2 separate regions of the Drosophila melanogaster genome follow, and region 2 is linked to region 1. The links are chromatin contacts, called in public Hi-C maps. All regions are on one chromosome and are shown on one strand. Each heading gives the region's core, a stretch centred on a gene start, on an enhancer-like site or on the middle of the called end of the contact. The rest is flanking DNA. Distances are from core to core; before and after follow the strand shown. Region 1 holds the start of CG43925. Region 2 holds the start of RpL24 (Ribosomal protein L24).

Region 1 (6,567 bases), core at 2,436-4,935:
CACCAAAAGCCGTCGTCGGAATCGAAGTAGCGCAGGAAGAGGCGCTTTCCCACGATTTTGGTGACGGTGGCCAGGCGCACCTGCGAAATGCGATCCTTGTCCACGCACTCGAGATTCAGGCCAAGGCGGAAGCGCGACTGGAGGCTGTCGTTGATTTTGTTGTAAAAGTTGGAGGGAAGGGTGCGGGCTCCGGATAAACGTCCCACCAGAAAGTCCTTCCAGTCCTTGTACTTGTGCTCGATGGTGCGGGGCGGAATTAATGGCTTGCCCCGAGTGGCGCACCAACCCACCGAATGCACCTCGGCATTGCAGAGGTTCACCCAGAAGTCGTGCGAGTCCGTATCGAAACCCTCGTAGCTCATTAAGGCCTTATAGCCTTTGATTTCCAGGATGGTGGCCACCCAAAACGAGGTAGGAGTCTGACCCGGTTGGATCACTTCGATGCTATCGCAATCCGTATTTTCCACTTCAACCTTCATGCCCACGCCCAAATTGTCCCATACCTCGCAACCGGGTGCATGAGGAAAACAAGTGACGGGTGCCGCATTGAAGTTCTCCTTGCTAAGGCGGGGCAACCAGTCGTAGGAGTGTGTGGGATCATACATGCGCCGCCGAATGCTGATTATCTTCTCCATTTGCGGACACGGTACGGGAAGGCGCTCGTATTTGGGTATTTGCGGCAGGTCATCCTGTGGGTAGATGTCCTTAAAAAGTCGCAAGGCCTTGGGCGTGGGTGCTGCGCTCAGATAAGAATTGGGTGTGGATGCACCCTCCTCGGTGCTGCCCGGAGCAGTGGCATCGCCCACTGCTCCGCCGTTTAACGCAGCAATTGTTTCATCTGCTGCCATTTGTACATTATTGGCAGCTGCGTCGCCGCCCATTGACATGGGTTCGCCGAAGCTATTCAACTGGGTAATCTTTGATTGATCCGTAATGCGAAAACGATAATTCGCATTCTTAATGTGCGCCGCATGCAGATCGAGCTCAATATCCGACTGCGACTGTTGCTGATCGCCAGGCAAATCGGCTGACTCCGAACCCGCTCCAGGATCCGGGGAACTAGTGGTTGCCTGGTCTCCCTCCATCTTAGTGTTAAGTACCAACGAATATAGTTCGCCTCGGGCACAGGCCATGCTGCAAAAACGTCGCGATTTTGTGTAGAATGTGTGCTTCACTCCAATGGCGCCACAACGTTTACAGACAGCTGTAGAAGAAGAAAAAACGAATCGTTTAAGTGCATATTAATGTAAACGTTAATTTCGTATTTAATTTAAATGCTATCATGGTATACAAACCCAAATTCTTGCAAAACAAACCCAAAACCATAAAGATAAGTGAAACTAAGAGTAGGATTTAAAATAAAAAGCTTGAAAATTAATATCGTGTAGAGTGGATCGATTGCAGATTTACAGGTGGTTTTCATTGTTTAAATAAACGAATCATTACTAATTACTTAGAAAGAAATAACTATTTACTTTATCAAATACATAAGCTAGTAGACAGAGCAAGCCTTGAAAGATTGTAAATACAAGGCAAAGGCTTTTGGAATTTTAGATAAGTTCAATGTACATCAAACTGATGATGTTTAATAATATATGATCTCAACTAAGATCTCTACCACTTATCGTTACTTATCGTTTACTTTTCTGCCCGCAATGTTCTAATTAAGAATCGACCCACTCTAGTGCACAGCAACCTTACCCATGCCATCTTTCTGTATGGGGATCACCGAAGGGTCAATGTTGCCCCTGTAGGCGATGGGTGTCTTCAGCACCAGTCCTGGCCTGTTAACGGGCTCGATCTTGCGCGTCTTGCGCTGTGATCGCAATGCGGAGGACGTGGAGGCACTGCAGGTGGCGGTGGTTGCGGTGGAATTGGCTCCCTTGGCCGTACTATAGGTGCGCTGCATTTGCTTGCTGGATGTGTTTTCAGTGCTGACCATTATGTTGCCAAAGGCATTGCCATTTAGCGTACCCATCGCAGGGACCAGAGTTGTGCCCAGCAGCTTGTGGTGCAGCAGGCCATCGGGCAGTGGAACCAAAAGATCGTGCTCGACTCCAGGGACGCCCAAGCTTCCGGGCATCTGTGCCATGCAGGAGGAGGAGGACTGCGAAATGTCCTTATCGGAGGAGGTCATAAAGTCGGTGCCATCGTACGAATTATTGTCCTCGTTCATCATCACAAAGTCGTCGATGTTGATAATCTCTTGCTTGGGCTCCAACTCGGATCCATTATCATCAAAGTTATTGTCCCTCTGACCGTACACTTGGTCGTCATCGTCCACGACCGCCTCCATGGCCATGCCAACCATGCCGTTCTCCACATCGTTATCCATTGCCTCCGCATAGTTCTGGAAGACTGCCGCCGCCGCCGACTGCTGGAGCAGTTGCTGCTGCAGGCCGCCCATGTGGGCAAATCCGTACAGGTTGTTCGAGTTGGTGGCAATCAGGGTGCCCGGCTGTACACCCAGTGCCGCAGCAGTCGCCGCCGCTTGACCAGTGAAATCTCCCCCCATTAGGCTCATCATCGGATTCATGTCCTTTTTTTGAGCATTGTGGGTTTTGGAGATTGGAGGTGGTTCGGGTTGAGGATCGACCATTGGTTATGTGTGTTTTTGTGTCGAGATTTAAATTGTAACCAATATATAAATCAAAGAAAAGAAAGTAGAAGAAATAAGTAAACAAATTCCAATTGTTTATAACTGAGACAGACAAAAAAGATAGTTTGGAAATTTGGCCAATCCCCAAGGAGTACACGTTGAAACCTAAAGAATTTGGGTTTGTTTTCGACTCCGAGGACTATCAAATATAATGGGGTGCCTTAGTGATAGACACGTATCTCGTTTTCGCGATGCTCATTTGAAAGCATTTTATATTTATTAGTCTTCGAATTGAGAGATTGGCTTCTGAATCAAACCGTCTGCACTCACCAAAGTTGGCTGATGGGCGGAGAGGTCCTCCATGACAGAGAGTCCAACAGTGGGATGACCCAGCAGAGTGGCCGCATCCTCCAGTGTAATGCGCTCCGAGTTGTACTGACTACTCATCCACATCATGCGCAGCTCGGATGGGTTCATTTTAAGCCAATGGTGCTATCGATTCCGGATTGGTCAGTATGGCAAAAGCATTTATGGGACAGCTTTCTGGGTTCTCTTCAAAAAGTATTGCTTTCTACTGCTGCGTGTCGCGTTCCTTTGTTTTTCGAACTCGCATTGACTGAAAACAAACATTGAAATAGTTTAGTGTTTTGAAATAATAAAAATTGGTCAAGATGGGGCGAATTTAAAAAGTAAATCCCTATTTATTCCTATCTAAAAACTACGTAGTTATTTACTTAGTACTTTTTAAGCTGCCTGCTAATTCGAATTTTTAAAAGAATATTATGTTCATATTTAGAAATCTCCGTATCTATTTGACGCTGATTGCTAATCTTGCTGCAATTTTATGGACAATGCAACATAGAATGCTCCCAGTTTGTTTGGTTACGAATAGCTCCTGGAACCGGCGAATGTTCCGGCCATATGGGCTGTAAATCCTGACCGAATCCCAGTGTTCCTCGTTGTTCGTTTTGTTTGCCTCCTTCTGTTCCCGTTTTCCTTTTTTTTTCATTCTACTTTTGCCTTTTCTGCACGCAGATGCTGCGCGGTGAGGGAAGCGTACGGAAATGCGATTGAAGCCTGTCGTAACGGTCGGAATTTCAGCCGCCGCGTGGAGTTTCACACAACTGAATAAGGTTCGAGCATATATCCGATTTATCAGAATTTTTGGTTACATTTCATGGGTTCAATCTCGAAAAGTCAATGAAGCGTTTGCGCAGACAGCCAACGCGAACAGAAAAGAAAATTTACGACGTTGCTGCCCCTGGATGCAAACTTACACTTTTGCACGTTGGACGCGTTCGGATTGGGTTTCCCCAGTTGCTAGCACTTGCGGTATGACATATTATTGGATCTTCAATCGTTTAACAATAGTTTTTAACAGATTTTTGTGTGCTAACTTCTTTCGCATTTGCGCGAGCAGGGATGGCAATTATACGCCAGGGCTACACAGTCGCACAACAGCGTTTTGGCATTATTTTGCCCGCTAAATCACCAGGGATGCACAAGTGGTCGCGTTCAGCGAGAAATAATGCAGAGTGATTGTTATCGATAAGTGTACAATACTGCTTATCTCAGTAAAAACACAATTTTAATCGAAATCGTTGTACCTTACCAATATGAATTGGAGAAATTAAGCGCTTTCAGTTATAATTGGTTTGTTTTGATAACGCAACCTATAGTTTTATAAGTTTTTTAGGTACCATAAATTATTTACAAACAATTTTTTTATTTTAATAAATCACCTAATGCTGAGTCACAGTCACTTAAAATCATTAATCGGTGATCTGAATGCGCCCATTCCAACGCTTATCAACACTGTTTGGCTTGTTTTGTTGTCAAGCAACCAGTGTTGGCACACAACGGAGTGAGAAAAATGAGTAGAAAATATAATTAGTTGAATAATAGCCACAAATAATGCCAGAAAATGCATCCAGCTCGATGCCCACAGAGGCAGGCTTCCGGAGCATGCGCAGCCAACTGGCGGGCAGCACCTTTGGCCAACGGCGCGAGGACATCTTTCGACGTCTACAGGAAAGTGCGCATAAAATCTCACAGAAGTTCAGTGGCAAAGAACTTGCCACTGAGCGGGATGAATCTGTTCAGGAACTGTGCGAATCCCTCGAGGAACTAATGTCCTACGGACTTAGGCAATCGGCAGGCACTTCCTCCTTCAGCGCCGCCAGCTTCATCCAGAACATGCAGGAGATGGTGTCCGGAAATGCGGGCGGAGGCAGCAACAACAATGACGCCACTTTCTGGGAATTCTGCCAGACGCATTTGACGCCCCACGAACGTCAGAGGTATATGGACCTTAAGCAGATCTGGACGAATGTGGGCAGAGGACGTGCCTTCATACGCGCCACACTGAACGAGAAGCGACTGCATAGCCATGTGCTCACCTGGCTGAGCGACGAGGAGCAGCTGCATCGATTTTACACACCTTGGTCCCTGCTACTCAACGATGAGGCGGCCAAGAAGCTGCCAGAGATCGTAGACTCCCTCAGTGATGTACTGTTCGCCCTCAATGTGGACACCACTGAGCTTAATGCACCCAGGAGATCGACGCCAAGTGTTGCCGTCAAAGAGGAACCAATTATATTCACCACCAGTCCAGTGCCGGTGGTGGGACGCCAAAAAAGACCTGGTATTGCGGTGGAACGACCCATTGAGTGCGTTAGCTCCACAGAGGATTTACTTGGTGCTCTAAAGCCCATCGAGTCGGTGGAGGTTCAGCAAATACTCTCCAAGGAATCCATCGAACAGGAGTTAGCCCAGCCACAGGAAGAAGTCAACTTGGGTCCCTTCGACCCCATTGAACCCGAGCTGGAGTTTCTCAAGACGCCCTTGCCAGACATTGGCGCGCATGTTGGAGAGTCAGAGCTCTATGAAGACCGAAGCGACACCTCCTCGCAGTGGAGCAAGTCCTCCTCCTCTGCCAATTGCTTGGCTAACAGCCAACAGCAAGCTGCGCTGGAAGAGCATGTCAACCAGCTAAACGAAAGATGCGCTCTGCTGGAAACCCGTGTGGCGGAGCTTAGTCTTCAAAATCGCCTGCTTATCCGAAGGCTAACCAAACAGTTTGAAGAGACCGGCATCGACCCCAGCTCATCGCTGTGCTCCAATTTCCTGATAACCATTCCGCATGTAAAGCTGGCAAAGACACAACGATCTGGTTCCCACTACACTTACGAAGTTCACATCACGATGAGGCAGCGTTTGGAGCACTGGACGTTTTTCAGACGCTACAGCGAGTTCTACAAGCTGCACAAGTCACTGCTTAAGACCCATCCGGTGGTCAGTGCCGTGGAGTTTCCACCAAAGAAGCATTTCGGCAACATGAACCTGGTCTTCGTGGAGGAACGCCGCCAGCAGCTGCAGATTTATCTGCTCAATCTGGTGGAGACCCTGCCGCAGGTGGAGGCCTGCAAGTCGAAGGCGGAGCTGCAAAAGGTCTTCCCCTTCTTCAGGGATAGGTAGCAATCTTTACCGAATCCAAATTGACAAAGGAAGCTCGAAAAGAACAAGTATTCGCAACATATTTTATCTATTTCGTTGTAGATATCTTTATCTATATGTGTAATAACGGAGTTGGTCCAAGTGTTGTAATCATTGATATTAAATAAAGTTAAGCCTTTTTCATCTAGTAAAGTGTTTTTACTTTCAGTCTTTAAATTTTTAACGATCTCTTGATTTTAGAAATACTATAACATTTTCTAACTTTGATATGTAAGCGAAATTAAATTAAGATTATTGCCGACTATACAAATTAAAAACTATTTTCACTAAGGTAGGTCAAAATAAAATTAAATTCATTTGTGGTATTTTATATATGAATAATTTAAATTAGTAAACTAAAATCAGCTGTTTGGTTTGTCTAACAGTCGAAAGTACGGGCACACTAGCCGCCGAACAGCTGAGTTTGTTGTTATCAGCAATTTGAGTTTCAATTGCGTGTACTTTTTTTTGTC
Region 2 (5,684 bases), core at 1,939-4,438, 220 kb after region 1:
CCGTGGGCAGGCAGAGTGGTTGCAACTCGGATCGAATTTTGGATCATTACAGCTGCATATTTGACAATGCGCCGCAAACAGAGTACTCTAAGCGGTTGGAGGGCGAGTGCAGTGGACGCCAGGCGTCGCGTGTGCTCTTCCATCCGGCCAACCTGAGCTTTCGCCTGCCTACCAGTGCTTACAACCAGCTCTCCAAGCTGCAGTTGCGTGCTATGCATTTCTTCTGTGCGTTAGATGCCTTGGGCGAGGCCATCACTATAAGTCAGTCGCGTTTGGAGCAATTTGATTGTCCATTCACCAATTGCATTATGCGGAGTGGCAACTATTTGAACGCCGTCGAGCGGATTGCCCACGAGCAACGACCCATTCTCCGGCAACTGGTGGCCGATGCTTTGCCATCGCAGCAGTTCGTGCTGGAATCGCATCCAGCGGGCACACCACTAACAGTGACCAACGCGAATCTCCTGCCGTTTGCCCAACAACTGGAGGCGTTCTGGCGAGAAAAGCAACAAGCGATGGAGCTGAAGGACTTGGGTAAGACGCTAGCGGAGCGAACCCAGCACAAGCTCACCGACTGGCGTTCCATTTGTGCCGAGCTGCTTGATGACGAGCCACATGCATGGGAGACGGAACGCGTTCAGGAGTACGAACCCGCTCTCAACAAGGAGGAGCGTGCCCGAGCGCAGGATGTGTTTGTTGTTCATTTGCCCACCATTGGAATTAAGGTTGTGGAGCAGCCAGAGGGCAAACAAACAATAGACAGCCTGCGTACTTCAGTGCTCGATAAGGTCCTTAAGTAAGTCTTAACTAGAAACTTTTCCGGCTTATTATCACTAACCACTTCGTTTGGTTTACTCACAGAACTACCTATTGGCAATACACGGAGAACAGCTTTGAAAGCCTTCGGCCGAAACTGCAGGAGAGTGGATATGACGATCGTGCCATCCGCCACATGGAGGACATACTCTACCACATTGAGAAGCATACACTCGGGGTGAAGGGCCTGGAGTTGCGGAAGATATTTCCCCTGGGAGACTTCCTGTTGGAAACATTGCATCTATTGGCTGACCACAATCTTATCAAGCGAGTGGGCATTGTTAGTGTCATGTACGTTCATAAAAACCACATCCGAAATTGGGTGGTGCACACGTTCCACATCAAGAGATTGGAGCGGGAAAAAGTGCAGCCCATGGTGGCGGCGGCACCTGGAACACTCCAAGCCGTCGTTGGTCACAAGCGCAAGCTGGAGGCTCAGGAGACGTCTAGCTCCGTTCCAGAAAAGCGGGTGAAACTCATGGAGCAACTGAGCACAGAGAGTGAGAGCGACGAGCCGGGCGGATCTGCTTCCAAGCGGCCAAAGAGGATTACACGAAAAGAACCATCCCTTGAAGTGGCCAATGCAACGCTGGAAGCTACACGGGATGCGATTGCCATGCGACCACAGCCTTGGATCCGGGTGAATGCATCCCTCAATCGACGCGTCCTCGATCGCTGGCTGGGCGCCGTTCTCAGCGAGTGCATCGCTCGCGTCGGCTGCACCGTGCACAGTTTGTTTCTGAGGTTCCTGCACTTGGTGCCGGTGGACGTCATGTTCCTGCTGGAGCTTCTGCACGATTTGGGTTGTATACAACTCATGGAGATGCGACCTCACAAAGTGCATGTGGAATCACTGCTGGATGATGAGCATGAAGACGGCGATGAGCAGCCAGTCACGGAGCTCTACGATCCCATGCAGACCTATGTTCAAGTGCATGGCAATGCAATAGGCAGGCTCACCAACTTTATTGGCCTAAAAAAGTACAGCACTGAGTTTATTTAGGATTCGGCAGAGGTTTTCCCTGTTAGTAGTTTAGGTTGCACTAATTCAATGACTTTTCTTAGATTGTAAGATCAAATTCCATTGATTTCGTTTTGTCTCTGATTACGATTGTTAGTTTCTTTTTTTCTATAAACTGAAGTCTTCAGTTCGTTTATCAATTATTTTTTTATCCTGTCCAACCTATTCATTTTACATAGTTTTTTATACGTTCATAAATAAACGTAAGTTAACTAACTGATAGTGAAGTTGTTGTGGTTTAATCTGCTATTTTAGGATTTTCAATAGGATTTTGGCAACTGCAAACATTTTTATGCGATTTTTATACTCTCAGTCTAACTTCGGATATTCAATTGGTTATATTTTCCGGATAATAATAAAAGTCTAGGCTTAAACCGCAGCTATGGTTCGAAGGTATATATTTGCCTTTTAATAAACATGACAATTTAAAACTCTGTCATCTGGTCAAAACTGATGGTTAAAGTTAAGTTGATGATTCATGACGTACACAATATGATATTCCTTTCTTGTGTAGCTTCCACACTGTAAGCCAAGCTTGATAGAAAGAACACGCGACAGTTTTTTTTTTGGTCACCACGAATTCGCATTCGCGGCGTTTGTTTAATTTTCAATTCACGAGTGGTTCCTTAAATCCTGGACTAACTTTAGCACATCACTACCGGCGAAAGGTGTTTACCGCTTGCCTCCGACGCGGGGAGCAGCCTTCTGCGTGACCTTGGCGGCCTTCTGCTTGGGCGCCGACTTCTTAGCGGGAGCGGGGGCAGCAGCCTTCTTGGCGGCCTTGACGGCACGCTTCTGCTCCTTGGCCACCTTGATGGCCTGGTCGCGCTGCGCCTTGCGCACCTCGGGCTTCATGTTACGCTTGGCCAGAATCTCGGCCAGCGAGGCACCGACGATGGCGCGCTGGAACTTCTGGGTGCGGCGGGTGCGCTTCTTGGAGGCCTCCTCCTCGATTCCCTTGCGGTGCTTCCGGCGGTACAGCACGGTCCACGTAACCTTGCGGGGATTGCGCTTCATCAGGTAGGAGCGCTCGCACTTCTTGTCCAGGAAGGTGAACGACTGAAAGCGTAATCAAAGTTCATTAGCCATCCTCCATCGCTAGAGCATCTTCGCCGGAAACTCACCTTGCCATCGATCTTGACCATGGTCTTGCCATGACCGGGGTAGATTTTGTACCCGCTGAATGCGCACAAGCCAATTCTGTAAATACAAACACTCTCATTAGCAGGGGCACTGTTTACTATTGCCGAAATGGGGTTAGACAATGCCGAATACCACAATTAACCGAGCATTTCAACGCTTTTCATTAACGTACTTCATCTTGCTGGCGTAGAAACACGAAAAGAAAAGAAAACGGAAGTGGAAACGAAAAGCTGAGCCAAATTAGTGTGGCTGCCACGGGCAGACGAAAAAACCTAAAAAATACCACCACGTGCCGAAGGCGTGCTGTTAACTGCGCGCTGTTAGGCGCACAGAATTGAAAAATTAAAATATTAAGGTTATTCTTTTTGTATTTTTATTTGTTGTGTGTGCTATAATACACACATAATACAAAACAATATACAAATTATTGCAATGGAAAAACCCCAAAACTTTCAATTAAGAACTAAGAGAAATTGAATTTTAAAATTGTATGCAACTTTTCTGTACTTTTCTCTTTTTTTTTAATCTATTTACGTTTTTCGCAATTTTGGAACAGACAAATTAAAATTTTAAGTCATTTACAATGGAAGCTACTCTTATTGGATCGATTTCGCGCCTAATTTGAAACGAAAGTCATATTTAGTCCACCAGCGGATCCGCTTGCTGCAGCTCAAAATCCTCCTCTTCATTGATTTGTAGTTTCTCCTTGAGCTTTCCAACAAATGGGTACTTCATCTTGTACCGCTGTTCCCACTCTCGTAATGTGTTCATTTGGTTGCGTGAGAGGTCGCTCAAATCATCAAAATCCTCGCTGTCCTTCAAGTCCTCTGGTGAATTGATCAAAATCCTCGAAATATCCCGACCGGCATAGTTTGGATTAACGCCATTTCGTCCGTAATAGTGAACGGATCGCGAGACATCGTAGATGTTGAAAAGGATGGCCACTAGGATGCGACCGTCCGCCCGTGTGCCGTCATATTCCCGAAGTTCCCGAACCGTAAAGTCCTTCCGCAGTGGCGGAAGATCCACTTCCTGATTATTATCATCACTGAAGTCTGGTTCCTCGCGGCTCAGACGACGCGCAAAAAATCCCAACTTGAGGAACACGACGATCGACATGATCAAAAGGGTGACATCGATGGGTGTTTCCTTAAGGGAATTGTAAAGTTTGCAGTACCAGCTGGTGGTGTGTTCCATGCCCTTGGAGCTCTCAGCCATCCTGGTGCTTTCAATTCCAGAGTGTGAATGAATGAAGTGAAAAATTGTATGCAAACTCCCCTAACGACTGCCTTGTACTGACTGCCCTTTGTTAATTGATTGAAGTATTCAGTTAGGCCTTCTTTTTCTGAAAATTTAAGTAAACACCAATAAATCAGGGGATTCGATACCGATACCGGATACCTTTTACTCAGCTAATCGCATTACCCCTTTTGCGATACCTTGAAACTTGTGGAACATCCACATCGATTATATTACACTCTTTAATTGTAGTATAGCTATTGAAACTTATTATTTAAATTGCTTTATTGAAATGCATAAATGGGTTATACAATATTGTAAGAAAATGCTGGTCAAGTTATAACAAGGAAATCAAGGAATGGGCTGATGCATTTCGAATACAGTGCGCTCCATGGCGAATGTGCGCTTGGAACGCTGTATGGCGACATTTTCCATTGCTTCGTTGAACTCCAGAAGAGCCTTGCTGAATTCCGAATCGCTCTCGATCATCCTGAGGAATATGGTCGCCTCGTCCTCAACCTTCGGCTCCATCTCCTTCTTGGCCTGACCCTTCTTCTTCTTGGCCTCCAGCTTTTCCCTGGACTTGCGTTCCTCCTCCAAGAAGATGGTGGTCAGGCGCTTCTTCAACTTGATCTCTTCCTCGCGAGCCTCCAGAAGTTTGCAGCGCTGTATCTCCCGTTCAAACATCTGAACTTTCAGGAAATACATTAGAAAACATTGGGATCTGGAAGAGATGATAATCATCACTCACCGACATCATGAGAGACTTCTCCTTGTTGGTGGCACTTCGCATACCCTCCTCCAGGCGGAGCATCAGGCAATCGCCGTTGGCCAGGCTCACGGTTAGCATTGTTCCATCCGGCTTGAACACCAGATGGGTAACGGCGTACTTGTATTTGATGGTGAGAATCGGTCGTTTGTGAGACATCAGCAGGTCCCAAAACTCCAAGTTGCCCATGTTGTCTCCGATGCAGAACAGCGAGCAGCGTCCCGTGCTCCAGGCACCGCTCAGCAACTGATTTGGCCGGCGGAAGTAGAAGGTACTGGGGCAGTTCTTTACTTCCTCCGACCAGATCCGCACCCGCCAATCGCCCACCACCAAGAAGTTCTTTACAAAGAACGGATTACGCATTACACAGCGAATGGGACCGGCAAAAAGTTGATAGGCAGCAACGATAGTATCCTGCGGAGTGGTGCCCTTGCGATTGCCTACGAACAAGTAACCCATATCGGTGCAGAATATGAAGCGCACTGGTATGGTGTACTCGAACTCGAGAAAAGTTACGCCATGTGCATCCTGGCGATTTTGAACTGTCTGGGGGTCCGGTTCGGCCAGCACCTCATGAACCGGCATAAGAAGATCCCGGGTATCCCAGTACTTGATGGACCCATCCAGTGATCCTGAGTAAAACTCAGTGTTGAGTTTCGAGTGCACCCAGCAGATGGCCGTTGTGGCCTCGCGATG

What was found. Hi-C and Micro-C count contacts between places; a contact is called where the count stands out from the background.
Region 2: a contact with region 1 is called in a Hi-C map of the Kc167 cell line, with 6 times the contacts expected there. The contact joins the promoter of RpL24 here to the promoter of CG43925 in region 1. A contact is called at or near these places in 27 of 107 Hi-C or Micro-C datasets (the D17-c3 cell line, the Kc167 cell line, the ML-DmBG3-c2 cell line and 11 more) and 2 of 6 datasets of contacts at active chromatin or transcription factors (both in the Kc167 cell line).

Annotation. Positions count from the first base shown.
Region 1 is chr2L:13,172,738-13,179,304 of dm6, forward strand. It overlaps CG43925, which reads left to right and starts at 3,686. Exons shown (of 3, transcript NM_001273504.1): 1 at 3,686-3,732; 2 at 3,797-3,931; 3 at 4,020-4,151. The coding sequence starts at 3,800. The coding sequence ends at 4,151. Sfmbt (Scm-related gene containing four mbt domains) reads right to left here and starts at 4,048. Exons shown (of 7, transcript NM_165026.2): 1 at 3,877-4,048; 2 at 2,930-3,215; 3 at 1-1,204. The coding sequence starts at 1,133. CG5439 reads left to right here and starts at 4,413. Exons shown (of 1, transcript NM_135763.3): 1 at 4,413-6,241. The coding sequence starts at 4,514. The coding sequence ends at 6,076. Alg7 (Alg7 dolichyl-phosphate N-acetylglucosaminephosphotransferase) reads left to right here and starts at 6,510. Exons shown (of 5, transcript NM_135764.4): 1 at 6,510-6,567. It also overlaps asRNA:CR46256.
Region 2 is chr2L:13,391,904-13,397,587 of dm6, forward strand. It overlaps RpL24 (Ribosomal protein L24), which reads right to left and starts at 3,189. Exons shown (of 3, transcript NM_001298966.1): 1 at 3,153-3,189; 2 at 2,962-3,037; 3 at 1,784-2,896. The coding sequence starts at 3,157. The coding sequence ends at 2,510. It overlaps CG7099, which reads left to right. Exons shown (of 7, transcript NM_135804.3): 6 at 1-796; 7 at 862-2,056. The coding sequence ends at 1,819. CG16957 reads right to left here and starts at 4,281. Exons shown (of 1, transcript NM_135806.2): 1 at 3,457-4,281. The coding sequence starts at 4,198. The coding sequence ends at 3,620. It overlaps CG10859, which reads right to left. Exons shown (of 2, transcript NM_135807.3): 1 at 4,971-5,684; 2 at 4,489-4,906. The coding sequence ends at 4,571.